Regions from separate parts of the Mus musculus genome. Here region 1 is linked to region 2. A link is a contact called in public HiChIP or PLAC-seq data. All regions are on one chromosome and are shown on one strand. Each heading gives the region's core, a stretch centred on a gene start, on an enhancer-like site or on the middle of the called end of the contact. The rest is flanking DNA. Distances are from core to core; before and after follow the strand shown. Region 1 overlaps Gm51549 (a long non-coding RNA gene). Region 2 overlaps Gm39242 (a long non-coding RNA gene).

What was found. HiChIP or PLAC-seq counts read pairs in DNA pulled down with a chosen protein or histone mark.
Region 1: a contact with region 2 is called in an H3K4me3 HiChIP or PLAC-seq map of embryonic midbrain, with 4 times the contacts expected there. The contact joins two enhancer-like sites. A contact is called at or near these places in 1 of 484 Hi-C or Micro-C datasets (palatal mesenchyme), 5 of 115 datasets of contacts at active chromatin or transcription factors (craniofacial prominence, differentiating embryonic stem cells, embryonic midbrain and 1 more) and 1 of 9 other capture datasets (embryonic stem cells).

Annotation. Positions count from the first base shown.
Region 1 is chr8:108,385,410-108,388,863 of GRCm38.p6, reverse strand. All of the region lies in intron 1 of Gm51549 (a long non-coding RNA gene), which reads left to right. It also overlaps a transcript of Zfhx3 not described here. Among named protein-coding and RNA genes, the nearest start is that of Gm51549, 6.9 kb to the left of the region's middle. Within about 2 kb of position 1,508, at least 57 of the 459 cell types and tissues checked have an H3K27ac peak or open chromatin away from gene starts, as enhancers often do.
Region 2 is chr8:107,822,762-107,826,243 of GRCm38.p6, reverse strand. The region is part of intron 2 of Gm39242 (a long non-coding RNA gene); the gene reads left to right. It overlaps Gm42040 (a long non-coding RNA gene), which reads right to left. Exons shown (of 3, transcript XR_879157.1): 3 at 2,954-3,389. Among named protein-coding and RNA genes, the nearest start is that of Gm39242, 9.8 kb to the left of the region's middle. Within about 2 kb of position 1,478, at least 43 of the 459 cell types and tissues checked have an H3K27ac peak or open chromatin away from gene starts, as enhancers often do.

The DNA.
Region 1 (3,454 bases), core at 259-2,758, 560 kb before region 2:
GCCTGTGAGTGTGTTGAGTAGCATGGCTGTAAAATGATTTTCCTTATCTTCTTACAGCTTGCATGACAGCTGGGCAATTTCTTATGCCTTAATTCTTACAAAAGTTTGTAAACCCAGTGTTATAATAGCTTTGTGTAAACATGGATGGGTCTCTCTACAGAACCTCTAAGCTAATCATCAATAGAAACCTAAGACAGAGGACAGTTAGCAGTAATATGAATTACTCAGGCACTGCCTGAGAATTATTCTAGTGGTCTCCCTAAGGTACAGGATGGAAAGAGTTTCGGGGCTGGCTGAAGTGTAAAAGGCAGTAAAAAGATATTTAAGCTCCTTGGGTACTTTCTCTAGCTCTTCCACTGGGGGCCCTGTGTTCCATCCAATAAATGACTGTGAGCATCCACTTCTGTATTTGCCAGGCACTGGCATAGCCTCACACAAGACAGCTATGGAGCAGAAGATGGCCTCGTCGGTCATCATTGGGAAGAGAGGCCCCTATAACTTTATATGCCCCAGTACAGGAGAACGCCAGGGCCAAGAAGTGGAAGTGGGTGAGTAGGGGAGCAGGGCGGGGGAAGGGTATAGGGACAGTATTTGAAATGTAAATAAAGAAAATATCTAATTAAAAAAAAAGATTTTTAAGTTGTATTCCATGAAAAATATTATTAAAGGAATATATAGATGACTAAAACCAACTTGAATCCAAGGGCAGAAACATCAGTGAAGGCTGTGTACAGAATACACACCGCAGTGTGCACACGTACACACTTGTGTGCACTTGCGTTTGAGTCTGAGTGCAGGCACACAGTGCACCTGGTGAGCCAGCTGATTGGCGCCAAGGAAGGAAGGGCGGACAAAAAAAGGTTGAGGGAGCGTTTTCAGAAAAGGGGTCCAATTTATATCCGTTGCCATAATTGGTTTGTTTGTGCAGAGCAGGGCGGGGGTGGGGGGAGAGGGGGCAGCGGGGGAACGTGACGGAGTGAAACACTGGGGGCTTGAGATTCCCCTGCCTCATGAGTTAGAGAGAAATTGTTAGTAACCAAGATGGTCCCGCAGGGGTTCATTAAGTGACTGGCCCTCCACAATATCCTGTCATTTCCAACCTGGATACGTCAACATTAGTCAGCTTGGCTGTATGCAATTGTGTGGCTGCCAGGGCGAGTGAAGGCATGGGGCCGCCCCGCTCACTGGTTTTCTCTGCCTGTTTGTTCCTTTTCTTGGGGATACAGTTAAGTTTTCCACGGGAATTAAGATCCCATGCAATTTTTAAAAACAGGCCCCCAAAGCAAAAAAAAAAAAAAAGGTGCTTTCTTTACTGGAAACACAAATTCGCTCTGACATTCAAAAAGCACCGTGGAGTCAAACAATAGCGAATCCGAGAAAGGATTTGAACTGGGAGGGCGGGAGGTGCCCCCGGAAAAGTCAAAGGAAGCCAGGCCAATACAGCCAAACGGGAACTTCTTAAAGCGCCCTGAAAAGGGGAAGCTGGCAACGGTTGTCTCCAGACTGTGAGGCCTGTCAGCTCCCAGGAAACACAGTGGGCGGGGCTTCAAGGCCAAAGCAAGGGACATATGGACAGAGTGCCAAGACTGTCCTGGTGCTGGGGCGATTGTTGCTTTGGATCTCAGGACGGTCTTGTCTAGGCAAAGATGGAAGAAAACCACTTGTACGGAGCTGCATGTGTGTGTGTATATGTGTGTGTGTGTGTGTGTGTGTGTGTGTGTAGGCCAGAGGTTGACAATGGGTGTCTTCTTTAAACCATTTCCCACTTTATTATTATTTTTGCATGTTTTTTTGCATTATTATTTTCATCGTTTGACAGTTTTATATATGTATATGATGAATTTTTTTAGTCATTTGCATCCCGTTCTCCTCCCCTACTCCCTTCCTGTCCCACTGTCACTCCTCTGGCTAAGTCCCTTTCCTCTGCTCATGTTCTCTCTCTGTGGAGACCATGCATTAAATGAATGAGAGATTCTTGCCCGGGCACGAGTGAGGGGCTATTCATTGGAGCAAGATCAGCTTCTCTGTTTGCTACTGAAGAAAATAACTCTTTCCTCGACAACTGATACTGCCAATAGCTGCTAGGAAAGGGGTGAGGCCTTATGTGCCCCTCCCCCTCCTGTGGTGACTTAGGGACAGGTTGTGCAGGTCCCCCCAGTTTCAGTGTATTCACGAGCTATATGGTGACGTCAGGGCAGAAGACATCTTTTGCTGCAAATCTCCCTCTCCTTGGCTTTTACATCCTTTCCACGCCCTCTTCCTCAGTGTCCCCTGAGCCTTGGTGTTGAGTGCTATAGTTGTCCCCAGTGGGGCTGAGCAATCTATCGCTGATGGTCTCACTTTGACCAGGTATAGGTCTCTGTACTAGCCACCTGAGGCTGTAGTGAGGAACTCCTGTGATGACAGCTGGGCACAGCACTAATGACAAATGACCACTGTGGTTGTGGGTGCTCCTACCCGCTTATTTTTTGAGACGGGTTGCAGGGTCTCTCACAGAACCCGGAGCTTACAGAACTGGCGAGACTGGTTGGCCAGCAAGCCTAGACATCCTTCTGTCTCTGCCTCTTCACTGCCTGGACTCTAGCCTTCATCCTACCTCACGTTTACGTATGCGCTGGAGATCTACACACAGGTCTCCCTGCTCCTGCTGGCTGATCTATCTCCCCCACCTTTGGGCAGAGTTCTAAAAATAAAGTCTCTTAGTGAATCCCACAAACTCAGATCTTAAAACAAACCAACCAAACCAAACCAACCAACCGACCAACCAACCAACCAACCAACCAACCAACCAAAAGAACAAAATAAGGGGGAGAGGTAAGTGCCGTGCCTCAGTGGGAACTCCTCGGTTGCATATGTCATGGGTAAATAGGAATCCAGCTAAAGCGCTCTGAAGGACGTCCTTAAATGGGCATACTCACTGGCCCTTCATTGGAAACTGGATAAAGCCAGCCTCCAGCCTATGGGTGGAAGACTCCCCTTCAAGTGCAAACGGGAGCTGTCTCTACCTTCGACCTGGAAGCTTCTAATGGCTCTCTGGAACTAACAGTCCATCACCGTGGTCCTGATGAAGAAAGTGGCCATCATTCCCTCCTCCTCCTCCTCTTCTCCTTCCTCCTCCTCTTCTGTCTCTCTTCCTCCTCCTTTTCTTCCTCACTTTCTACTGTGAACACGTGTGTCTCTGCCTCAAAGGGCAACTGTGAGCATCTTCTGGGATGCACTTTGGCTCGAATCTCAGGCTGTGGGTGGAACCCCTCCAGCATCAGCAAATCCTAAATAGAGCAGAGACTTACAAGCCCCAGATTTAGTCACATTTCCTGCTTTGCCTACACATGAAGATAGGTGGGGCTTCTTGCAATGATAGTGACCCTTATTAGACACTATCAGCTGAGGACCTATCCTCTCATTTTAACTAACTTTATATGCATGCAAGACAGCAAGTAGGCATCGTTGTTGT
Region 2 (3,482 bases), core at 229-2,728:
TAGCAAAATAAGTAGGACCTGTAATCTCAGCACTGGGAGGCTGAGGCAGGAGAAAAACAGGGAGTTGGAGGCCATTCTGAGTTACATTGTGAATTCTAGGCCAGCCTGGGCTACATAGAGAAACTATGTCTAAGAGAGAGAGGGAGAGAGAAAGGAACAAAGAGAGAAAGAGAGAAAGGAAGGAAGGAAAAGGAAAAGGGAAAGGGAAAAGGGGGGAAAGGGGGAAAGGGGGAAAAAGGGAAAAAAAGAAAAAAGGAAAAAAGGGAAAGGGAGGGAGGGAAGCAGGGAGGGAGGGAGGGAGGAAAAGTAAACAAAAATGGCAATACATACATATGCTCTCTACCTTAGACCGAGGTTCCCCCTCAGCCCACCCCCCTGTATATTTAACTCATGTGTAGATTGCTGTGTGAACAGATCCTGCAGTGCACTGTTTCAAAAATTATGACAAGAACAGTCTATACCTGCCTATAGCAGATACAACTCTTTCCCTAATTTTTTTGTATGCTGTTGAAGCCCACGAATACAGAAGCCACAGATATGAATGGATGGCCACATACCCTAATTTAAATAATTTTTCACATGCAAGCAGAAACAGACTGGTTCTAAAATAACTGGTTCAACCCTCAAAAAAAGAGAATCATGGAGGCTAAAGGCACAACTCCATGGTAAAGAGAACTTACTGCTCTTGCAGAGAGTCTGGGTTCAGTTCCCAGCACCCAACTTGGTAGCTCACACTGCCTGTAACTGTAGCACTAGGGAACCTCTCTCTGGTCTCTAAGGACACTAGGTACAGATGTAGTATACTTACGGACAAGCAGGCAAAACGCCCACACAAATAATCTAAAGTAAAAAAAATTTTTTTAAAATATGTATACTCAGTATGGACACCTTCTAAACGTTTCTGAAAAGACAAACATTAAACTAATTGGCAGAATCTTTCATAGCAATTATGACTTGTAAAAAGGCAAAAACACGCGATTGATAATCACTCACGAGGGAAGAAGGACAGGACCTGAAATCTGAAATAACAAATCACTGACTACAACAACATGTGTCTCAGGAGCATCCCGGCCCTCGACTAATAAGATCACAGAGGAGCTGTGTTTCCTGCAACAGAAAAATTCACTTTTAGTGGGTAGGTGTGGCTCTAAAAAATTGCCACATAATTTAGAGATCTGCGGGAATCTTTGGTATTTTTGGAACCTGGTGGAGCCTTTGGGGGTAAAAAAAGAAAAACTCATCACAGCTCCTTTCAGTCTTGGAGGAAGCTGGCACTTCTGCAATGGAGTTGTTAAACAGCCTGGCCATGCCAAAATTCATCATAGCACTGCCCCAGGGAGGCTGCGAGCTGCCTGACCCAGGAGCTCAGAGCGCGCCTGGAACAAAAGGCTAGCAACAATTTCAAAAGGATCCCTAGGAAGCATCCGGGAAGATGCGGGAGTGTCGAGGTGGACTGCGACAAACAGTGGGAGCTGGGAAGTGCTTGCTCGCTGGCTGAGGAAGGCAGAGCGCGCTGTGGAGCTTAGGAAGGGGGTGACTGGGCCGAGCAGGTTCGCTGGCAGAAGCCGCACACGGGATTGCTAGGCAATGGTCAATTTCCACACCATCATCCCAGAGTTAACTACAGAGCAGTGAAGATGGAGTATTGTGAAGAATGCGTCTCACACAGAGAAATGACAAAGAGAGAAAGGGAACAGGGGGGCAAGAGAAAGGGGGGGGGGACCAAAAGGAGGAAGCAAAAAAAGAGAAGGAGAAAGGGAAGAAAAAGGGGGGAGGAGGGGCAAAAAGGATGAGGGAGGGGAGAGAACGGAGAGGCAAGAAGAGAAGGGGAAGCGGAGAAAAAAGGGGGAGGGAGAGGGCAAAGGGAAGGAAGAGGTGAGGGACTGGGAGAATGAAGTCAGGAAGGAGGCAAAGAAAAGAGGGAGGAGATTAAAAGATGTGCATCAGGAGCCAGCGAGGGCACCGGAAGAAAGGAAAGGAAGTTAAAGGTCAAAGGGCAAGAGAAGAATTTGAAGAAAAGGTTTAGCAAAACAAATTTCCAGAAAGGCTGGCCATTTGTGTCAAAAAAGAGTGGTACCAGTGATTGCGAGCATCCAAATTTCTAGCGGTTCATTATTTTATTAATGCCATTCGGGCTTAACACTACTACCCCAGGACTGTAAATAGCAATGATAAGGACATCCAGGTTGGCGTCAATGAAGCTGAAGGATTTTATGTAAAACACAGCCTACAAGCAGAGAGATGACAGCTTACAAACCTTTACATCACATTAAGGAAAAGCCTCGCAAGGATCCACAAACAGCAGTCTTAATATGCAACAGCATTCCCTGCCCTGATGTCCCTATAGAATGATTTGTAATTCCTCTACATGTAAAATAACAAGTCTCCACACCCAAGGAGCGTAGTAAGAAAGTTAATGTATATTTAAAGAGCATGTTACGTTATCTTTAGCCCTATCCCCCACTTGTTTTCCAAAGTGAATAAGTTTATTTAAAAGAAAGAAGAAAGAAAGAAAGAAAGAAAGAAAGAAAGAAAGAAAGAAAGAAAGAAAGAAAAGAAAAGAAAGAAAGAAAGAAGGAAAGAAAGAAAGAAAGGAAGAAAGGAGACAGACATGATTGCTCCACTTGGTTTGGATTAAGAAGAAAGATTTTTTCGGGTTTTGGTTTTGTTTTGTTTTTTTGTTTTTTTGTTTTTTGTTTTTTTTTTGTTTTTTGTTTTTTGTTTTTTGTTTTTGTTTTTTTTTTTGTAGCTATGAGGGAGAGCACTGACAAGAAACGTCAGGAAAAGTCCAGACTAAACTGGGCCCTAGAAACAGAAAGAGAGAGAGAGAGACTGAGGGGAAGGGGGAGAGAAGAGAGAATCCAAGGGCCAAGAGAACAAAAAGCCAAGAACCCCAAAAGGATCAGTAGCCAAAATGGCTATGGTTTTACAAGAGTCAGATTCTGGAGACCGGGAAGCCCAGACCAGGCCTGGGCTAAAAACTTTAGGGTAGGAGGCAGAGTATGTCAGCTGGGAAGGGCGGGGAGGGGGAGGGAGGATGCTGTGCCAGGTAAGGACTGAGGGAGACTGGCAGCCAGAGTCTGCCAAAACTGAAGCTCAATTTTGACTCACAGACTGTGTATTTAGAAACCAACAGTGCTAGTGTAAAAACAGGGTGGTTGCTTTTGATCATCTTCAAATTAGTCACGATAATTACTGTCCCGTCATTGAAGTTCACGGTCCTGGTAGACTGGATGTCTTCGGGGGCATCTTCGGCTTCCAGCAAGACAAGCTTGGGGCTTTTCTGACCCACCACTGGCCACAAAGGTCATTCTGCCATCTCTTGGCTTGGGGGATGTCATGATTTTGTTCACACTTAGTAATGTGCATATGTGTGCCTCCCCTCATCCCTAAAAATAGCAAAATCCAAAGCAACTCAAGTTCATTGTGTTAATATTGTATTTATTATCTGTGCATAGTGTGTGTGCATCTCCCAGATACTT